7 separate regions of the Mus musculus genome follow, and all the other regions are linked to region 4. Evidence: chromatin contacts called from public promoter capture Hi-C data. All regions are on one chromosome and are shown on one strand. Each heading gives the region's core, a stretch centred on a gene start, on an enhancer-like site or on the middle of the called end of the contact. The rest is flanking DNA. Distances are from core to core; before and after follow the strand shown. Region 1 holds the start of Ikbkb (inhibitor of kappaB kinase beta). Region 2 holds the start of Polb (polymerase (DNA directed), beta). Region 3 holds the start of Gpat4 (glycerol-3-phosphate acyltransferase 4). Region 4 holds the start of Letm2 (leucine zipper-EF-hand containing transmembrane protein 2). Region 5 holds the start of Ap3m2 (adaptor-related protein complex 3, mu 2 subunit). Region 6 overlaps Gpat4 (glycerol-3-phosphate acyltransferase 4). Region 7 overlaps Kat6a (K(lysine) acetyltransferase 6A).

Region 1 (2,700 bases), core at 106-2,605, 2.9 Mb after region 4:
CCAGGAACATCATCTGAGGCCACGTGGGAACCCGTGTAAGAAAGCTGTGACTGTCCCGTGAGCTGTGGTTGGGGCAGAGTGCAGAATGTTCTTCCACAAGTGGCCTTCTAGAAATAATTGCAAACCCCATAAAAAGTGGATGCTCTCAAAAGGGGCGACATGAAGGGTATGGCTTGGGATGTCCACGTTCTCTCTGTGGGAAGGGTGGGGTCCTGGGAGGAATATTCTTGGCTTTTTCCCACAGGTGCAAGGATGATAAGACATAATACCAAGTGTTTTTTCACTTGCTGTTCTTGTATTTGCTTAAGCTCTCTGTAAACATCATCTCATGTTTTGCTTGCTTTAATAATAAAAGAGTGAGAAGTTCTTTATTTGCTCTATTCTTGAGTTCAAACGCTTAGAGTCCCCAGGTTATCCCACAAAGATCTTTGGCTTTCAATCCAGGGAGACTTTGTTAGCCTTGCTGGTCGCTGTCCGCTGCTGGGTTCGGATCTAAAAAGCCAGTAAATGTCAGAAGCCTGGAGCCACTGTGCCACCTTCAGAGGAGCAGAGATTTCACACCGTCTGACAAACGCCACATCATAGGAGAAACTGGAGCCTAGACAACGATGGTGGACCAGAACATATATTGAGCATGACTACTTAGTTATGTATACCACTTGCCTTCCACTTAAACCCAAACCTCATGGCAGGACCCCAAAATTAGACTTGGATCGGCAGAGGTATGGGTGAGAGAGATTAGATCGCTGTCTTTCCCCAATGTAGTCACATTGAATAAACCTCTTTTTCTCCTTTCCATTGGTAATTGTATCGTGAATTAGGCTATGGGAGGTGAGCGGCTGAACCTGGCTTGTTAGAGGCAGGGGTGGATGCTGGTAGGCGTGTGGGGTGTCCTGGTGGAGAAGACAATACCCAGCCTCTTGACCTAATAACTAGTAATTTCTTTATGCTCCCAGTGCTCAAACTCCATTTTTGATAGACAGTGCTAGTTTTTTGTTTTGTCTCTGTACTCTTCCCTCTCCTCCCTTCCTCTTTGAGGGGGATGGTGGTGTGTTACTTTCTGAGGAGCATCAGGATGGTTGATTATTCTTAATACTGAACCAGGAGCGGTGGGAGGACAGGGAGGCAATTCTTAGGACAGCCTCTAAGTCAGCACTAGTCGGGGCTCGGCAGATTCTCCCCTTATTAACTGCCTAGCCAGTCGGATCAAGCTCAGCCTAAAAAGTGCCAGGGTGAAGAAGAGCTCTCCAAGCCGCCAGGTCCTGCGCCGCCAGGTCCAGCACCTTGGCTGGCTGTGGCTGCGTCTCCGAGAGCCAGTGGCTCGCGCGTCCCCTTTAAGAGCCGTCTAGTACCCGTGACGTCAGGGCAGGAAGTGTTTGAGGAAGTGGCGCTGGGCTGGCTGCGTGGGGACCCCGAGTTTTCATGTCCTCAGCGGGTGTCGCTGGCGGCCCCGCGGCCCCCGGGGCAGGTGAGTCCCACGCGAGGGCGGCTCGCGGCGCGTGGACCGGCTCACCCGGGTGTGCGCTCCGCCTCTCCCCGGGGTCCGTGGCTGCGCCGCGCCCGATGCTGAGCGGACCCACCGGTGGGCCCGGCCGCCGCAACTTTTATTTGTTAACTACACCGGTGTCCTAGCCTCCCCTTGCAGGGCAGCAGCCACTGCTGCTCCCAGTTGCTTCTTGAGCTCCAGTGTTCTTCTTACTCTCAACTTGTCCTCTCTCCCTGCTTGCTTCTAGAGTTAGCAGGGCATCGATATGAGCTGGTCACCGTCCCTCCCAACCCAGACATGTGGAGCCTGGGAAATGAAAGAACGCCTGGGGACCGGGGGATTTGGAAACGTCATCCGGTGGCACAATCAGGTAGGGCTCTGGCACCAGGAAGGTGGGTGAGCTTTCTTGGCGCCTCTTCTGACCTGGCCCGGTGTGAATGGGTGGATCCCTGCCTAACCTTGGCGTTGTCCAATGGGAGCGTAAGAAAAAGGACTGCAAAGGGGATCTGTGAGCTGCTAAACTGACTCTTTTTAAAAAACCTTAATAACCATGCCACTTAGAAGGACACATGAGGGAGTAAGCTGTCATTCCAAGTATTTTGAAATTATATTTCTACTAATATTTAGACTAGCACGTAATACATTACATTGTGATAAATGTTGTAGAATACAGGCAGTGTTAAAAAGATGAGAGCAATAAAAAACATTTTAAATAACTTTATTTAAAATATTTTAGGTAGTTGATAACCCCAAGGTTTTTCTCTTCTCTTTCTTTCTCTCTTTCTTTCTTTCTTTCTTTCTTTCTTTCTTTCTTTCTTTTCCATGTGCCGCCATATAATGCTGAGTGATGTGGACTGATTTCATTTTTGGATCTAATTTTTATTCCTATTATTTTAGTCCTTATGTGTCTGATGTGCGTTGCTCATGTTAAAAGTTTGTGTTCTTCCAAAAAAAATTTGGGGGAGGGGGCTGGCAGTAAGTACGCTGAGATTCTTGGCAGGACTCTCTCTAGCTCGGCTGTTTACTGTGGGAGACTTATTTTATCCGATTTGGGTAATGAGTTCATCACAGTGCCTCAGGAGCACACAGTACTTGTGATGTTTCCGCTAAAGAGTACTTACTAACCTCAGGATACTTGAGTATCAGACGTGATGTGTGACTATCAAACTTGGGGGTCATGGCCTGTGCCCTAAGCTGAGTCCTCAATAAGCCAA
Region 2 (2,700 bases), core at 172-2,671, 2.9 Mb after region 4:
TGGAGGGAGAGCTAATGCTAATGGAGAGCGAATGCTATTCGCTTTTCTAGCTTTACCACAGTCCACACCGAAGTCCTCTGATCTCCAACCTAGTGAACTTGTTCCAAATGGTGCAGAACTTTTTAGTGGCAGCTTTGGGGGTGGACCTTGCTGCTTCTACAGGGATCACTCCAGTTGTCCCCCAAGCCCTCTTCCTCTTCATTATGTCTCCGTGCACAGGGACCTTCTGAGAGGTGTTTTCCAACTGTTCTGTCTAAATAGAGCTCATCTCGCCCCTCCTGAGGGCTGCCCCATTTCCTTGCCTTGTTTATCCGTGCAGTGTTGTGGTGGAGCTGAGGCCCCATTCCTGCTGAGCATGTCCTCTCACAGTGAATCACTCATTCTTGACTTGCTCTTAGGCCACTTTATTACCCCCTGCCAAGGACATGCGCACAGGACTTGACTTATCACTACTGTACATCCAGTAGCGAAAGCAGTGCCCTGTCCTTGCTAATAAAAATAACTCACTCACCTAAAACAACAACAATGCATTGCTGGACCTGGTGTTGCATACCTATCCCTAGCATCCAGGAGGCTGAGGCAGGAGGATTTCTATGAGTCTGAGGCCAGCCTGCTCTTCATAGTTCTAGGACAACCTGGGCTACATAGATACCCTATCTCAGAACAAAACAGAAACAAGAATAGAAATTTTAGAAGATAAGAGTGGAGTAGAAATGTAAAAGTGTATGTCCCCAAATAATAATACCTAAGTTGGATGACAAGCCCGTCATTGACTTCCCTTTTTCCTTCTATACTCTTTTCAGATTCACCCACACTAGTGTGTATCTTAATAACAATTTATGCCCAAACGAATTGCTGTGTTTGCAGTTAATATGGACCCCCATGAGGAACACTTATAAATGGCACAAGCGCTATATTTCAATTCAAGGACATTGTAAGGGGATCACATATAGAATATGAGTGTTCCATTGCTGTTTAGTTAAGTCAGACACTTCTTTCTTGGGGTCTTTTCCTAGCTTTAGCTTCTCCCACAAGAGGCATGGATACCGAAACAAACAAACGAACAAACAAAGCCAGAACACGTCTTTAGCCGACGGTTGGCATATTTCATTCCATGTTTTACATGGTGTCCAGAAGCACAGAGCAGCTCTTGGATTCTGACAGCAGAACCCGCGCCGGCACGCCTCACAAACAGTACAGGCCGTGTGTTCCATAGCTACTGTCCACAGCAGCCAACGTCCACCTCCGTCTGCATCTCGGGCTCTAAATCAGACTATTCTCAGACCAGGAGAGCAGATTTGATCTCTCAGGCTAACTCACCAGGAGGTAAACCTGACCTCCTAGCTCCCCTCCGCCCAGAGATTCCCCGCACCCGCACCCGCTAGCCCCGCCCCGTAGCCTGGCGCGTGACGTCACCGCGCTGCGCCCTGTCAGGCGCCGCCATTGTTCCACCGGTAAGACCCAGGTGTGGGTCCCCGGCGCCATGAGCAAACGCAAGGCGCCGCAGGAGACCCTCAACGGCGGCATCACGGACATGCTCGTGGGTGAGTCCCGGGCCGCCCTCCGGCTCCTCTGCTCAGCCGGGCCTCGCTTCTCCCACCCCCCCCCCCGCGGGTCGCAGCGCCCCGGCTGCGTCCGTCGCGGCCGCCGGTGGAGGAACCCGCCCACACCTCCATCCCGGGACCCGCGTTCGCGGGGGTGTGTGTACTTGTGTCCTCGAGCCCTTTGTTGTCTTTTCAGAACTCGCAAACTTTGAGAAGAACGTGAGCCAGGCGATCCACAAGTACAATGCGTACAGGTACGTTGTTAGCCGGCGTTCCAGGACATCCTAGTTTGCTGTCACTTAGCAGGGATGGAAAGCCGGTGCCCAGTGGTTCAAAGCTGAGTGGCACTTTATTTAACCTATACAGGGTTTTGGCAGGGCGTTATAGGGTTAATTCAGGAGACTGTACAGTTCCGACTGAAAATAGGTGTCTGATGCATATATTCCCACCATTAATCTTGAATTGACTGGAAATACAGTTTAAAAAACATAATAAACAACAGTAGACGAGATCTGAACTGTGAAATAGATGTAGTTCAGGAAATCGCCTTTCCTTCTGGATGGGCTGTCACCTTCCTGAAAACCAGTTGCCTGCCTATCACTACAAACCTCAGCGGGCACCTTCTCCTGGCCGCTCTTCCCACAGTCAGCTACTTAACCTATAAGCATCCCAAAGCCCCTCAGCTTCTAACAGTAAAAGTAAACTATCCTTGCTTTCCCCAAGCTAGCCCTTACAGCCTTACAGTTAGTGTTCTCCTATAGTCTGTTCCATGCCTGGATTTCCTCATTTGAAGTCGAATTATTATTATTATTATTATTATTATTATTATTATTATATGATTATTTGGGGGATTATAATTACATCATTTCCCCTTTTCCTCTCTCCAAACACTTCCATATATAACCCTCTATGATCTCTCAAATTCATAACCTCCTTTTTTCATTATATATATATATGTGCACATATATATACACACATATTTCGATACACATACATACACACACACATTTTCCTAAATACATAAATACAATCTGTTCCAACTGTGTAATGCTACTTGTATATTTTCAGGGATAACCAACTGATGTGTTAGGAAAGACTGTTTCCTGTAGTTCTTTGTGTAGGGTTGAGGTCCTGACCACTGTGGTGTGTCTGTCAC
Region 3 (2,700 bases), core at 32-2,531, 2.4 Mb after region 4:
TTAAATCATTTTTGGCTTGGGATTAGGGCAGAATCTCTAATAATTTCTGAAATGTTCATAAACTTACTAATATTGTTTTGTACAAGGTATTTGTGAAACGGTGTTCTCAGCATTGACAATTATAAAATTTAAAACGTTGGGAAACTTTATGTTTTATATCCTTTGGTATCAAATATTTAGCTGATTTCTTTATATTAAGAGTGGCAGCCGGGCAGTGGTGTCGCATGCCTTTAATCCCAGCATTTGGGAGGCAGAGGCAGGCGTTTTTCTGAGTTCAAGACCAGTCTAGTCTACTGAGTGAGTTCCAGGACAGCCAGCGAAAAAACCAAAAATAAAATAATAAATTAATAGAGTGGCAAACACATCCATCTCATTAATATGCAAATTTGCTTTAATAGTTAATATAGGAAAGCTACAAATACATAGCAAAAATGCTTTTAAATAAATTTATTATCATTAAATATGTCTTGTATTCCTGTTATAGTTACATACCTGGAGTTGTGTAAAAGTTTGTGAAGAAATCAACAAATGGAGGTTTAAGTCCTGAATTAGGGGAAAGGTTAGGTACTCTTGGAAGTATACAAAAGCAATAAACTCGGAGGCTGGGAATGTGGCTCAGCTGGTCGAGTGCTTCTTTTAGCATGCACGAGGCCCTGAGTTCCAGCCCCCAGCACTTTATAAAACTTGGGACGGTAGTTTATTCCAGCACTTCAGGAGGTGGAAGCAGTCGGTGCAGAAACTGAAGGTCATTGGGCAATTCGCAGTTTTTGAGGCAAGTCTGTATTACAAGACGTCCTGTCTTAAAAGGGGGTGGGGTGGGCCAAAGAGGCGTGTCCCCCATCCCTTCTTTCTCTTTCTTCCACTATAAAGGACCCACGTCAGCAAAACAAGCCTGTCTTTGAAGCTTCCAGTCTGAGGAGAGGTTAGTTAGAACTGTGGCTGGGTTGGAAAACTGCAGTTGGCCAACCAGCCAATTACGTTAAGAGAAGCTCCGGGATGCCCGGGTAGTGCTGGGATGGTGGCTAACGTTTCGTGGCCAGCCGGAACCGAATCTCACACAAAGTCCCACAAAGACTCAGTAAATGAACCTCGCCATGCCGGGTTCTCCCTCTCCCCGGGAACGATGCCTGTTCTGGACACAGCTCAGACAGGCCCCGGTTGGCTTTCAGAAAGCGACCTCGGCTCACGCTGGCGAGCATCAGTGCGAGGAGCGAGCATCGCCGGAGCCCCGCCCACCCTGGGGTCCTCCGGGAGACCGCGCAAGCGCGGTTGGGCGGGACTCGGGGGCGGGGATTGAGGGGAGTGGGGTCCACGTCCAGCGGCGTAGACAAAGACGGGCGGGCGTACGCACGCTCTTACGTACGCCTGGGCCGGCGGCGGGCAGGGCAGGGCGGGAGCGGCAGTCACCGAGGACTGGAGCCGAGCCTCACGGCCGGTGAGTTGGATGGACCTGGTCCTACCGGACGCCCCCGGCCCCGGGCGGGACGCGGGGTCGGCAGCCGCGGGCCGGGGTCCCGCCGGTGGGGCAGCCGCTGCCGGGCGGTCCGAGCTCCTTCACGCCCGCTTGCCCCACTCCTGTCCTTCGCCAGCCCCGCTCCTCTCCTCCCGGGCTAGCCCCGCTGTCCTCTTGCCGCCTCATCTCCTCTCCAGTCGCCCGGCTCCTTGCCGCTCGGCTCCTTGGCTCAGCCAGCCCCGCTGTCCTCATCCGGCCCTTTCTTTCCCTTCCCTCCTCTCCTCGGCCGCCCCGCTCCTCTCTCCCCGACCGGTTTCTCTCCTCCTCAACCGACCACGCTCCTCTCCGCAGGCCGCTCGCCGCCTCGGCCTGGTGTGGCCCGGAGCTGAGGAACGTGGCTGAGAACCCGGCGTTAGATCACGTGGAAACGGGTTTCCCCCCCAGAATCCGTCCTTTATCCCGTGCTGTGCTCACACTGTCTTCTTTTTCGGGTCTGCCCCCTCTCCCCCTTCCCGCATTGGAGAGTCCCAGTGTCCAGGTTTGCCCCCGGATAGGGGCAGCCCTGCTTGATGCTACATGACTTTCCTGAGCCACTAACTAGAACTGCCACTATTCCAGCCTTCTTCACACCCCAGACTCCCTTTCGCCTTGGTTCCATGCCCTCAGTGGTAGTAGCATCCTACCTGGAAGTTTGACTTATTTATTCACTTTCCATCTTACTTGGATATTACATTGGTGACTCACAGGTTGTAGAATAATCTATGTGAAATTGTCAGGCTTCGCGGACGTTAAGTTCCATCCCATACCCATCTCTTGCGTATTACCGGTAGATAGCCTTTGAAGAACTTTGGTTTCGCTCGTTTTCCTTAATTTGAGCAGAACTTTTAAGAGTCTCTGCAGAGTTAGCGTGTCTTCGAGATTGTATCGCAACCCCGTAAAGACAGGCATAAAAATCACTGCGACCAAAGACTATGGTCAAAACTGTAATCCTGCCTGCTAAATTATCCTTCCTCTTTCTGAGAGTAATTTTTCAGACCTATAATTTGGAGAATTTCAAATATGCAAAACCAGGAACGTATGCTCATTATTATATATGCTCAGTGACATCTGGGGTTAATCATGCAATATCTGCATCTTCATTTATTTTACTTCTTCTGTCTCAGGAAGAAACAAAAATTTAGCACTGGAGCGCGCGCCGTGTGTGTGTGTGTGTGTGTGTGTGTGTGTGTGTGTGTGTGTTGGAGGTT
Region 4 (2,700 bases), core at 49-2,548:
CTGTCTTGGAACTCACTTTGTAGACCAGAGTGACCTTGAGCTCACACAGATCTGCCAGTCTTGTCTATTAAGTACTGGCATAAAAGGCATGCACTACCATGCCCAGCCCTCAAAACTTATTCTATTTTGTACAGCTCATAATTTTATCATCAGAGTTCTCAGAAAAGTTGAAGAAAGCTCGAGCCAGGCATGGTGGTGCACACATTTAAATCTGAGCAATTTAGAGGACCAGGCAAATGAATCTCTGTGAGTTCAAGGCAAGCCTGGTCTACATAACGAGTTCTGGGCCAGCCAGGCCTACATCGTGAAACCCTGTCTCTAAATAAATAAATAAGCAAGCAAACTAAAATATAGAGTCAAAGATGGCTGCAGTGGTACACACTTGTAACTAAGCACTGGGGAGGCAGGCAGGTGGTTCAAGGGTTCAAGACCACTTTCTGCTACTACCTATTGAGTTCCAGCCCAGCCCGTGTTACATAAGAACCCCGCAAAATAAAAAGAAATTGAAAAAAAAAAAAACAGATAAATAGGAACAAGAATGCTTTCAGAACTTTAACTTTCCCAAGATGGCTAGTTGCCCGCCCTAGGAACGTAAACGTCCTCAAACCCACAATGCCTATCTTATTTAACAAGTACTCTAGAATATATTTTTGAATGTTGAGATTTCTACACAACTAATGATAAGCGACAACATGAAACCATTTTTTAAAGAGAAAAATCAAATTCCGTATGAAGATTTCAGAAGCATTCCAGCCTTCGACCCCGCAGAAGAAAGGTTTTTTTTTTTTTTTTTTTTTTTTTTCTCAGTGCTGCCCCTCTGCCACCAGGACCTCACAACCTCCTTCGCCAACCCAAGACCTCTAGGCAGTTTCGGAGACTAAAGGGTGAGGAACGGAATCATCAAAGTGATGTCATCAGTGACTCCAATTTGGGTTACAAAGGCTACTATCAGACCTTACTCTGGTAGGGCCTCCATTCAAGGAGTTCTCGAGGAGTTGGCTAGACTACAGAATGTGGGCAGGCAGGGGGGGGGGGGGGACGCAGCTTTGGTCCTGTAGTACAGACGCTGCCTCAACTAACTCCGACCCAGAAGTGACTTCGCGGGCTCGTGCGGGGGACCTTGTTGCCTTCCGCGCGGCTGCCGTGAAGGACGCGAGCCAGTCCCAGGATTTGAGAGCTCATTGGATGGTAGTGGCGTCACTCGGAGTGACGTCACAGGGCGAGGCGCAGGAGGTGGAACCATGGAGACTGGGCTTCCGGCCCCTTTAGCGTGGGGGCGGGGAGGAATTGGGAAGGTAGGGTTGGGGCCTTAGTCACCTCGCAGCGGACAAGGGCTCCCTCGGCGTCTCCCGTCAACCCCGATCTCTCCCCTAAACTTTGGACATTCTCCCCTACGGTGTACCTGACCCCACTCCAACAATCCCCAGACCCACCGCAGTCCTCCCCACTTTCCGCGGAGACTACCGGCCGAGAGCCGAGGGCGCCTTTTGCACCGGTGCGGCGAGCGCGGGGTGCAGAGGTAACCCCGCAGCGCTGGGCGTGGGGTTCCCCCGAAACGCCGGGCAGACTGCCTGGGAGTGGCCCGTAGCCCCGGGGCCAAGGGCTGGGGAGCCTCCGCAACAGGCCCGGCCTCCCTCCGGAGGAGCGCTGTCCGCGGTGGGGCTGGTTTCCGAGGTGCTGTGCCCGGTTCGCGATGTTTACTTTTTAGCTGAGGTTTCCATAGGGTGGGGTTGAGGGCCTGGGGAACCTCCTTCCGGCACGATTGCGAGATCGCAGTGTTATGCCAGTAGCTGAGAAGCGGCTCGGGGTGGAGAACGGTTTTAGTTAAAGGTACAGAGCTTAGTTCGGACTCTGGAGATTCTGCATCTGCGCTTGAGCCTTTAGTAGATACCATTATGTCTTCGCTGTTCCCACATGAAATTAGTGAGAACTTTTAGACTTTTGGGTTGGTGGTAAATGAATCCAGGGTGCTTACTTTCTACTTGTATTTTCTGGTTACAGATAAAGATGTCTTTCTCCTTTTAACCGTCGCAGCAGATTATTAGACACTATTGACCAGAAATTTAAAAAATTAAAAAAAAAAAAGCCTTTGGAGGCCACATCGTCTTCAGGATCATCTTCTTAGAACCCATTTCTGTGTGTTTGGATCGAAAAAGTACCATTTTCAAATCCAGAGCTAAGAAAATACTGAGGCTTTTGTAAATGAACTTGAAGGAAATTTTACACCTTGAATATGCAAATCTCTCTCTTTGCCTTAGTTTTTCTTAAAAAAAAAAAAAAACCACCTAAATTCTCATGTTTAATTGATTCCTTTTTAAAATACTAAATTGTTTGCTTCTTTTGCCTAGGTCTCTGTGTTGGTTAGTTGAAACAAAAAAAATAAACATGGCCTTCTACAGTTATAATTCATTCTTAGCTATTTTCTGGACAAGGTAAGGCTTGGAGTTTCCCACAAAAAAAAATGTATATAAACTCATGCATCTATATGAAAAACATGTGTTGTAAAAGACGTGGTGACAAATGCGTTTAGTCCCAGCACTCAGGAGACAGAGGCAGGCTGGTCTCTGAGTTCAAGGCCAGCCTGGGCTACATATCAAGACCGTCTCAAAAATATACATAAATAAATAAAGGAAGTAACCAACAAAACAAAAAGATTGGCTTAGTACAGAAAACCTTGCTGAGTTTTCAATACATTTCAAG
Region 5 (2,790 bases), core at 111-2,610, 2.8 Mb after region 4:
TTATTTGAAAACTTCTTTTTTTTTGGACCAATCTCTTTTCTTCCTCCGGAAATCTTCTCATTTGATGACTATTTCTTCTGTAATTTCAAACGGGACGTATGAGGCAATGTCACAAATCGTTCTTTTTTTTTTTTTTAAGCTTTGAAATTATTTTTAAAATTTCTTCTCACACCCCTCCCCCGCGCGCGCCCGGCCCCGGGTGAGTAGCGACCAGGTGGGCAGCACAAGCCTTTAATCCCAGCACTCCGGAGGCGGGAGGCAGAGGGAAACAGTTCAAAGCTGTCCCGATCTGGAGACTTCCCGGCCAGCCAGAATTGTTCAGCGAAACTGTCTCAAGTAACAAAACGAAAGGGAAAATAAACACACACACACACACACACCCGTTTTTGCATGTATGAGGTACGCGTTTGCATTTGTGCATGGAAACACTTGTAGGAGTCAGAATATCACTCCTCACCTTCCATCTGATTTGAGGTAGGGCCTCTTGTTTTTAGGTACTGCCAGAGACCTTTCGGAGACTCATCTAGATTGGCACGACCGTCATCACCGCAGTTTGTCATTTCATCTTACAGTGTGCCCAGCAGTTTTTGCAACCCCCTTCACACTTCATCTTACCGAATGCCTCATTTTAATCTAACTGAAGATAAAATTTCCATCGGATCTCTGCTTCACACTTTCCCGAGTCACAGTAACCTGTGATCTCTTTAAATTTAAGGTGGTTTCAAAGACCTGCCCCAACACCTTCATTATCGGATCTGGGAACTGAGAGTCTGGAAGGAGAAGTCAGTCTTATCTGTCTGTCTGTCACTCTTTCTCTGCCTTGCTCCCCCCTCCCCACTACGTCTCTACTTTTCTCCCTTCCTTTCCTCTCTTGTCTTCTCCCCTCCCCTCCTTTCCTCTATTCTTCCCGGTTCTTTCCCGCTGGCTTGGAACTCCCTGTGTAGACAACAAGGTTGGCCTCGAACTCACTGAGATACTTCTGCTTGTCTCCTGAGTGCTGGGATTAAAGACCTGCGCCACAGGCCCGGCAAGCAGTCGCTTTTTAAGTGCACCTGTGTAATGGAGGTTAGTTATGATTGGTTATCTGTGATGCATTAAATTAGAAGCATCCCGGGAATCATTTTACCTTTCCGGTCACTTTCTAGCTCCCCGGAGGCCCTTTGTGACTGGATGACCGACTGTCTTCATCCTCCAATCGGGGCTTGGAGTCTCAGAGCTACACCAATTGAAGGTTACCGGACCTTCAATAAAGACCAATCGGATGCTAGAGCCTAGCAAGCGAACGGCGATCAATCAGAGCGCAGGAGCGGCAGCCGGGGAGCGGCTGGCCAATCAACGTGAGAGCGGTGAGGAGGGGGCGGAGCCTTCGTGCAAGGAGCACTGCGCAGCGCGACTGCGCTGCGGAGCCGGAACGGAGCCTGAGACCTGGTCGAAGCTGGTAGGGTTGGGCTGGGCGCGCGCGGATGGGAAGGGCTGCGTTGGGCGTCGCCTGGGAGAGAGGTACGGGAAGAGTCCCGGGCTACAAATGCCGTTGCCATGGCAACGCAGGTGCACAGTTCTGGGACCAGGGTCCCTGCTTCTGGACAGTTTTCAGGCTGGAGCCCCAAGGCCCATAGGGCCTCCAATACCCTAGGCTTGCAGGCTGCTGGGCTGCAACCTCTCGATGGCTGTCTTGGCAGCCGACGATCTGGACTCTCTCCTGGGGCACTAGGAAAACAGGTCTTAGCAATGTGACCAGTTGTGCTAGCTCAAGTCAGTTCGCTTCTAGGCCACCCCTGGGTGCAGCAAAGCTGCCTCATCCTGGAGATGTCACTGTAGACAAACTAGGGTGTCTCCAGAGATTTTTTTTTTAAGCATCCAGCGGAATGCTTTGTGCACAAATAATTCAGAGAATAGGTCCTTAGTGAATGAGTAAAGATCACAGTGGCAAAGATTCCAGGGGCTGGCTCTGCTCAGGAGAAGTAGAAAGCACATCACATATGCTGTTTCGAATAGGAATCGTGGTAAGCTAACGATAAGTTAAATTTTAATATATTTCATTTGACCCAAACATATTACCAGTATTAAATAAGTGGTAAGATATTTAAAATTGAGTCTTTTTTCCCAACCGAAGCTGTCCAGTCTCTAATCTTACAGTATATGTCAGTACTATCGGCCTCTTTTCAAATGCCCACTACCCATTTAAATAGTGCCTAACATCTTTGTTTATTTCATCTAGATTTTTTTTGTTTTGTTTTGTTTTGTTTGTTTTTTTGAGACAGGATCATGTTATGTAACCCAGGCTAGTCTCAAACTTGTGATCCTCCTGTCTTAGCTCCCAAGTGCCTGGCAAAGTCGGATTTAAAAGAAAATTAAGTATATTTATGTGCACCCATGTGAACAACAGGTTGTCACTTCTCTTCTCTCATGTTATGAGTCCCAATGAAATTGAATCCCATTGTTTGGATCGTTAGCAAGCCTCACCTGCTGAGCCATCTCACAAGCCTGAAACTAGTGTTTTAAGTGGATCTAACTCGGGCAATAATAACAGAGAACTGAAAATCTACAACAGACAAACAAATTGGCTGCTAGTTATTATTGGGAATTCAAGGGAAGAATCCTTAGGGCTCATGTAATAGTAGCAGGTATGTCTGGCCGGTGGCCTGCAGGCCACATGTGGCCCAGGACAGCTAGGAACGTTGCCCAACACAAAACGGTAAACTTCCTTAAGTCATGGGGACATTTGCTTTCCCATCTCGTTTTGTGACTTGTATGCTTCCTGAGGGTGTTTTTGTGGATGACAGTGTCGTG
Region 6 (2,737 bases), core at 65-2,564, 2.4 Mb after region 4:
AAGAAATGTGATACTTATCTTGTAAAAGTTTAAATGTATATTTCCTTTTCCTATACAGTTCTCTTTCTAGGAATTTTGTTGGTACCAAGTCATGTAAAGTAGTAGCATTTAACACACAATTACTAGAAATTTGTACTGTCTAGCCTTAGGAGACAGATTACCTTAATCCTGATATGTTCTTACAGTTGCAAACTATGTCCCTGCAAAGCATTGGGAGAGCTCTGTTTTTACCAATAGAACTCTCCTTCAAGTTAATTAAGACAAAATAAGAAGCAAATGAAGAGTGTGCCTTGTTAACAATGCCTTAACTTTTGTTGCCTGGTCCTGAGGGAACAGAACCAATGATTGTCCTGTGTCAGCAAGAATTATACTAGGAAGAGTACAAAGTTAGTCCTGCAGTACATCTGTTATAAAGAACTCTGGGTAACTATGGGACAAGTTAGGGCATTGACATTTCATATTGTACCCTTACCTTTCAAAATGTTCATCATCAGAAAGTTGGCATGCACGGCCAGCTTCACTCATTGTGGAATACTGGAATGTCCGTTTTCCCCCACGCTGTATCTGCTTGCCTGCTGCCTTTTTACCTTGATGATAGAGAAGCAACCTGTGGGCTCCCAGCTGTCCCTTGTCACACATATGGAAGGAAGCACATTAATGCTTCTCTTGCTTTGTGTGACTAATGGTGTTTCTGTTTCCACCCCCAGCTCTGGCAGCATGTAAACAGCCTTTTGCCAAGAACCCAGGTCACCGCTGAGAAGGCTGCCTTAAGGGAGAAGAATATCGGAGGACACCAATGCCAGGCGTGTTTGGAACAGTGCTCAGTACAGGCAGCATGAGACGTTCTGTGCCAGCCTCTGTGTGCTACTGGCAAAGGCTGGGGCTCTCTGGGTAGGAGGGTCCTGGGTCAGCCAGCATCAGGAGCCCCCTCAAGGGAGCATGGGACCAGCTATGAACTCTTTACAGTGAACTCAGTTTTAGCTTATGAAGGAATTTTAAGTAAACGTTACTTAATTTCTACATACTGACGTTTGGCAGCCTTGGGTGTGAAGTGCCAGCAGCTACCCTTGTCTACTGGAGTTTCAGGATTCTTCTGGCACCAAGGCGAACTCTTCTTGGTACTTCTGACAATACAGATCTTTAGGACAAATTTACCCGCTGAATGCTTTGGGGCAGGAGGAAAGTAAAACCTTGGAAGCAGCCACATAGCTGAACAGAAAGCTGCCCCTTGCCGCTCGCTTGCCCGGACACTCAGGACTCAGGTGCTGTTCCAGCCTACTCACCACAGATTGTCATCTGTGCCCGGGAGACCTGGCATTTCTGGGGTGCTCCTGTGACCCTTCTGCAGTTCTGCGCCAGAGCTCTATTCAGGCAGTTGGATGACATGAACTTTGAGATGGAGTTTGTCACCCGTGAGGGACTGGCTGCCTTTCCAAGGCTTGTGCTATCTGAAGGGACCATCTGAAGGACGTGTTTGTGTGTGGAAAAGAGGGCACCAGCCTGACGTGCGTCCTCCACCATGTTCCTGTTGCTACCTTTTGATAGCTTGATTGTCAACCTCCTGGGTATCTCCCTGACCGTCCTCTTCACCCTGCTGCTTGTTTTCATCATCGTCCCTGCCATCTTTGGAGTGTCCTTTGGTATCCGAAAGCTCTACATGAAAACACTGCTAAAGATCTTTGCGGTAAGTTGTACTTCTGTGATATGTTTCCTCACTGGGAAGAGAAGGACATTAGCAGAAAGAATGGTTCTTTTACCTTCTGTGTCACAGAGTGGGGCTTAGACACTGGACATTGCCACATGCAGAACAGGTAGTAGGACATAAGGCTGCTTATGGGCTCATTTTTCCTCTCTCACTGTAATCTGAGGTAGAGTCTTACATTCATGCAAAAAGAATGCACAGAGCCCGGGCAGTGGTGGCACACGCCTTTAATCCCAGCACTTGGGAGGCAGAGGCAGGAGGATTTGAGTTCAAGGCCAGCCTGTTCTACAAAGTGAGTTCCAGGACAGCCAGGGCTACACAGAGAAACCCTGTCTCAAGGAAAAAAGAAAAAAGGAAAAAAAAAAAAAAGAATGCACAGAAAAAAAGAGCATTTGAATTATTTTCCAAAAAAATAGAGGCTATGTCAGAACTTAACGTACAGCTGAAGAGAACTGGTTGTGTTAAATGGAAGCAGATGAGAAGCAATATCTCCTAGAAGTTGATCTGTGCCACAGGACTAATATTTAGACAAAGAGTTGCTAGCTACTTTAGTTGCAGGATCTGTTTTAAATAGTTACCAAATTCTCAGGAATTCTTTTCCACAGCTGAAACTGCAACCTTTGAGTAATACCATGATAATATGATGCACTTACTCATGTGGTATCTTACAGGCTTTTGTGGTTTGGTTTGCTGCTTCAAGCCAAGGATTCAAGCACTCGGCAGTCTTTATTGTTTCCATTTTCCTTTAGCTCCTTTGAACTCTGTGGTATTTACTGTCCTTACAAGAATAAGGTGGGGCTGGAGAGAGAGTACAGGGGTTAAGAGCATGTCCTGCTTCTTGCTGAGGACCCACATGTAAATCCAACACTCACAGCCGTGACTCATAACTGTCGGTCACTTCAGGCCTCTGTGGGACCTGCACCTGTGTGCACAGACACAGATATGCACACACACACATAGTTAAAAAGTATTTTTAAATAATTGAGGCCAAATAAGCAGAATATAAACCCAGCCGGGTGGGTTGAGTTTGCTCAG
Region 7 (2,700 bases), core at 47-2,546, 2.7 Mb after region 4:
GTCCTGGAACTCACTCTATAGACCAGGCTGGCCTCGAACTCAGAAATCCACTTGCCTCTGCCTCCCAAGTGCTGGGATTAAAGGCATGCGCCACCACTGCCCGGCAGACTTAAATACAATCTTAAAACACTATTTTTGTTCCAACCTTTATGGTAACTAGAAGAAGAATGTAAGCTTATCTGAGAAAAATCCTTCAACACCAGAGCAAAAGCAGTAATTAATAGGTGGGAAGATCAGCTGGGCAGGGGTGGTGCTTGTCTGTAATCCCAGCACTGAGTTCGAGGCCAGCCTGGTCTACAGAGTAATTTCCAGAACAGCCAGAGCTACACAGAGTAGCCCTGTCTTGGGGGTGGGAAACCATTTAGTCTATGTACTCAATGAGTGAGCATCATGTGAAAGAACAGTACAGTTCCCTATGAGAAAACAAGAAATGAACTTTGTACCCAATTAGTTACTAAATCTCATACACAGCCAAAAATCTTGGCTTACTCTGATGGGGTTCAAAAAGCCCAAGACTTCTGCCTGCCTTTCTCCTACACAAACCTTTTATCAGAAATTATTTTGTTCAAGCAGATATTAGTGTCATGATTTGTAACAGAATTAATCACTATTATTAAAGGAAAAAAAACCCTAGAAATCACCATGTACAGCAATCTTCACATAAGCTCACTTGAAGCCTACTGCAATGGCTACTGTGTCTCCAGCTACACAACAAACTCTATGTCATAAGGAAGCTCATATCAGGTTGGGCCCTTTTATTTTATTTTTTAATGTGCTGTTCATATTCATTCAAAATCCCTCAGGCACTTACCATATGCCCCATCTATTTGAGGAATATGAAGACAGGAGTAAACAAGATACTGTCTATAACTCATGCAGTTTATGCCCTAGCAAGAAAAAGCCAATAAAGAGGCAGGTGGAGTACTGTTTAGTTGTGATAACTACTTCAGTGAAGCAAGCCAGGCACTTTGCAAAGACCTAAAGAGTGATGAGAAAATCTAGCGCAGTAAAACACAGCATGTATAAGGACAGCAGAAAAAAGATGATGTGTCTATAAAACAGCAAGGGTGATGGTCTGAATATGGAAGAAAAATGGCTATTTCTTACAGGAACTCAGAGAGGAATCAAAGTCAGAGTTCCTGACTTTGACACAGGGTTGCTTCCTGGCAAAGAAAAAAAACTATCAGGAACCACTGTTTTATTCACATTCTATGTTTTTAAACTGCACTGGAAAGCGGGCTTCCACGTCACAGTGCGTGTGCAGAGGTCAGAGCACAGTGTGCATGAGCTGGGTCTCTCCTTCAGTCATGTGGGTTTCAATCAGGAAGCTTGGTCAAGTGTCTCTACCCACTGTGCCCTCTCAGCAGCCCATCATCACATTAATTCAAGTTAAAATACTCAAACAAGCCAGAACAAGGACTCTAGGGATATACATGTGACTCACTACTCAGCCAAAACCAGCTTGCTTACAGGTTTCCTGCCCTAGGTTTGTGTATAAGATACATTTTCCTCCACTCTAGGGTCATTAAGGCAGAAAGACACTTCCAATTCTGATCCTAATCATTTGGAGATGTCTGAGACAGGAGAGATCTCAAGCCCCCCACTGAGAGAATCCAGGGAGCACAGCAGCCTCAGCCAGCTCCCTGGGATTTAGATACCCACAATCAGCTCTAGCCACAAAATACCACACTGATTAGTAATCCTTGTGCGCCTAACTAGATGGGTGCAATAATAAAAATAATTAGTATATACAGGGCTCAGCATTCCCCAACATTTCAGGCATTTCCTGGGGGAGGGAGGGGGTTGGAAGGAGATTATAGGGGACTCTGAAAGTTAACTCTCAGCTTAGTTGTCCCAGAAGCCAACTCTATCTCCACTACTCCTTCTGGGTTGGTCCTATGCATTACCAAAATAATCTTCTCACTCCAGGCTCTTGTCACTGCAATCTCAGAACTATCCAACCCAGCTCATTAAAGGCCAATTCACTGCCCTTACTAAGCAAATCTATCAGGAGCCAGAAAAGAACAGCTCATTTTAAAAACTATAAAACAAACAAGTTTTTAGCAATGAAACATGAAGCATCAAGAACTACAAAAATATAAACATATTGCTAATTCCCTAGAGCACAAGGGCTATTTGTGGGTGAATAAAGGCTTGAAAGAAAAATTAAAGATGAATAAATTAAATAAAGAAAAAATAATCAATTTTAAAAAACAGCAAAAAATATGGAGATTTCATCAAACGATTTAAAAAGCACATGAACAGTGGCTCTACACAACAACCATTAGGAAGTAAAAAGCTTAAATCATGACAGAAGATACATAATCCAAGTTAAATTCCTAGAGTCCACGTAAAGATGGAAGGAGAACCAACTCCCTAAAGGCCCTCTGGCCTCCACAGGAGGACAGGTGTGTCTGGGTACACACACACTTAAAAAGGAATCATGATGAAATACTTCTCTATCTATTTTATTACAACGGCGTTTTAAACAGCCAATGCAGCCCTTATTCAAAATGCTTGAAGCCGGGCGTGGTGGCGCACGCCTTTAATCCCAGCACTTGGGAGGCAGAGGCAGACGGATTTCTGAGATCGAGGCCAGCCTGGTCTACAAAGTGAGTTCCAGGACAGCCAGGGTTACACAGAGAAACCCTGTCTCGGGAAAAAAAAATATATATATATAATAATGCTTGAGACCAAGTT

Evidence for each region. Promoter capture Hi-C pulls out the DNA fragments that hold promoters and counts their contacts.
Region 1: a promoter capture Hi-C map of pre-B cells shows a contact between it and region 4, with 5 times the contacts expected there. The contact joins the promoter of Ikbkb here to the promoter of Letm2 in region 4. A contact is called at or near these places in 4 of 39 promoter capture datasets (the C10 cell line, liver and pre-B cells) and 1 of 9 other capture datasets (liver).
Region 2: a contact with region 4 is called in a promoter capture Hi-C map of liver, with 4 times the contacts expected there. The contact joins the promoter of Polb here to the promoter of Letm2 in region 4. A contact is called at or near these places in 1 of 39 promoter capture datasets (liver) and 1 of 9 other capture datasets (liver).
Region 3: a promoter capture Hi-C map of liver shows a contact between it and region 4, with 5 times the contacts expected there. The contact joins the promoter of Gpat4 here to the promoter of Letm2 in region 4. A contact is called at or near these places in 8 of 39 promoter capture datasets (3T3-L1-derived adipocytes, the C10 cell line, cranial neural crest and 3 more), 3 of 115 datasets of contacts at active chromatin or transcription factors (astrocytes, large pre-B cells and stem cell-derived neural progenitor cells) and 1 of 9 other capture datasets (liver).
Region 5: a promoter capture Hi-C map of pre-B cells shows a contact between it and region 4, with 4 times the contacts expected there. The contact joins the promoter of Ap3m2 here to the promoter of Letm2 in region 4. A contact is called at or near these places in 1 of 39 promoter capture datasets (pre-B cells), 1 of 484 Hi-C or Micro-C datasets (CD4 T cells) and 2 of 115 datasets of contacts at active chromatin or transcription factors (astrocytes and thymic regulatory T cells).
Region 6: a promoter capture Hi-C map of liver shows a contact between it and region 4, with 5 times the contacts expected there. The contact joins the enhancer-like site here to the promoter of Letm2 in region 4. A contact is called at or near these places in 7 of 39 promoter capture datasets (3T3-L1-derived adipocytes, the C10 cell line, hippocampal neurons and 2 more) and 1 of 115 datasets of contacts at active chromatin or transcription factors (large pre-B cells).
Region 7: a contact with region 4 is called in a promoter capture Hi-C map of liver, with 4 times the contacts expected there. The contact joins the enhancer-like site here to the promoter of Letm2 in region 4. A contact is called at or near these places in 4 of 39 promoter capture datasets (hippocampal neurons, liver and pre-B cells) and 2 of 115 datasets of contacts at active chromatin or transcription factors (extraembryonic endoderm stem cells and large pre-B cells).

Annotation. Positions count from the first base shown.
Region 1 is chr8:22,705,238-22,707,937 of GRCm38.p6, reverse strand. It overlaps Ikbkb (inhibitor of kappaB kinase beta), which reads left to right and starts at 1,355. Exons shown (of 22, transcript NM_001159774.1): 1 at 1,355-1,468; 2 at 1,734-1,856. The coding sequence starts at 1,752.
Region 2 is chr8:22,652,158-22,654,857 of GRCm38.p6, reverse strand. It overlaps Polb (polymerase (DNA directed), beta), which reads left to right and starts at 1,421. Exons shown (of 14, transcript NM_011130.2): 1 at 1,421-1,544; 2 at 1,741-1,798. The coding sequence starts at 1,484.
Region 3 is chr8:23,207,034-23,209,733 of GRCm38.p6, reverse strand. Gpat4 (glycerol-3-phosphate acyltransferase 4) reads left to right here and starts at 1,281. Exons shown (of 13, transcript NM_018743.4): 1 at 1,281-1,435.
Region 4 is chr8:25,596,094-25,598,793 of GRCm38.p6, reverse strand. It overlaps Letm2 (leucine zipper-EF-hand containing transmembrane protein 2), which reads left to right and starts at 1,298. Exons shown (of 11, transcript NM_001364069.1): 1 at 1,298-1,519; 2 at 2,349-2,432. The coding sequence starts at 2,386. It overlaps D830025C05Rik (a long non-coding RNA gene), which reads right to left and starts at 2,311. Exons shown (of 1, transcript XR_003947362.1): 1 at 1-2,311.
Region 5 is chr8:22,804,224-22,807,013 of GRCm38.p6, reverse strand. Ap3m2 (adaptor-related protein complex 3, mu 2 subunit) reads left to right here and starts at 1,360. Exons shown (of 9, transcript NM_029505.3): 1 at 1,360-1,438.
Region 6 is chr8:23,189,663-23,192,399 of GRCm38.p6, reverse strand. Gpat4 (glycerol-3-phosphate acyltransferase 4) reads left to right here. Exons shown (of 13, transcript NM_018743.4): 2 at 708-1,684. The coding sequence starts at 1,520. Among named protein-coding and RNA genes, the nearest start is that of Gpat4, 17 kb to the left of the region's middle. Within about 2 kb of position 1,314, at least 48 of the 459 cell types and tissues checked have an H3K27ac peak or open chromatin away from gene starts, as enhancers often do. A contact at or near this core is called in 3T3-L1-derived adipocytes and liver, where this site is marked.
Region 7 is chr8:22,881,612-22,884,311 of GRCm38.p6, reverse strand. All of the region lies in intron 3 of Kat6a (K(lysine) acetyltransferase 6A), which reads right to left. Among named protein-coding and RNA genes, the nearest start is that of Gm46036, 23 kb to the right of the region's middle. Within about 2 kb of position 1,296, at least 76 of the 459 cell types and tissues checked have an H3K27ac peak or open chromatin away from gene starts, as enhancers often do. A contact at or near this core is called in liver, where this site is marked.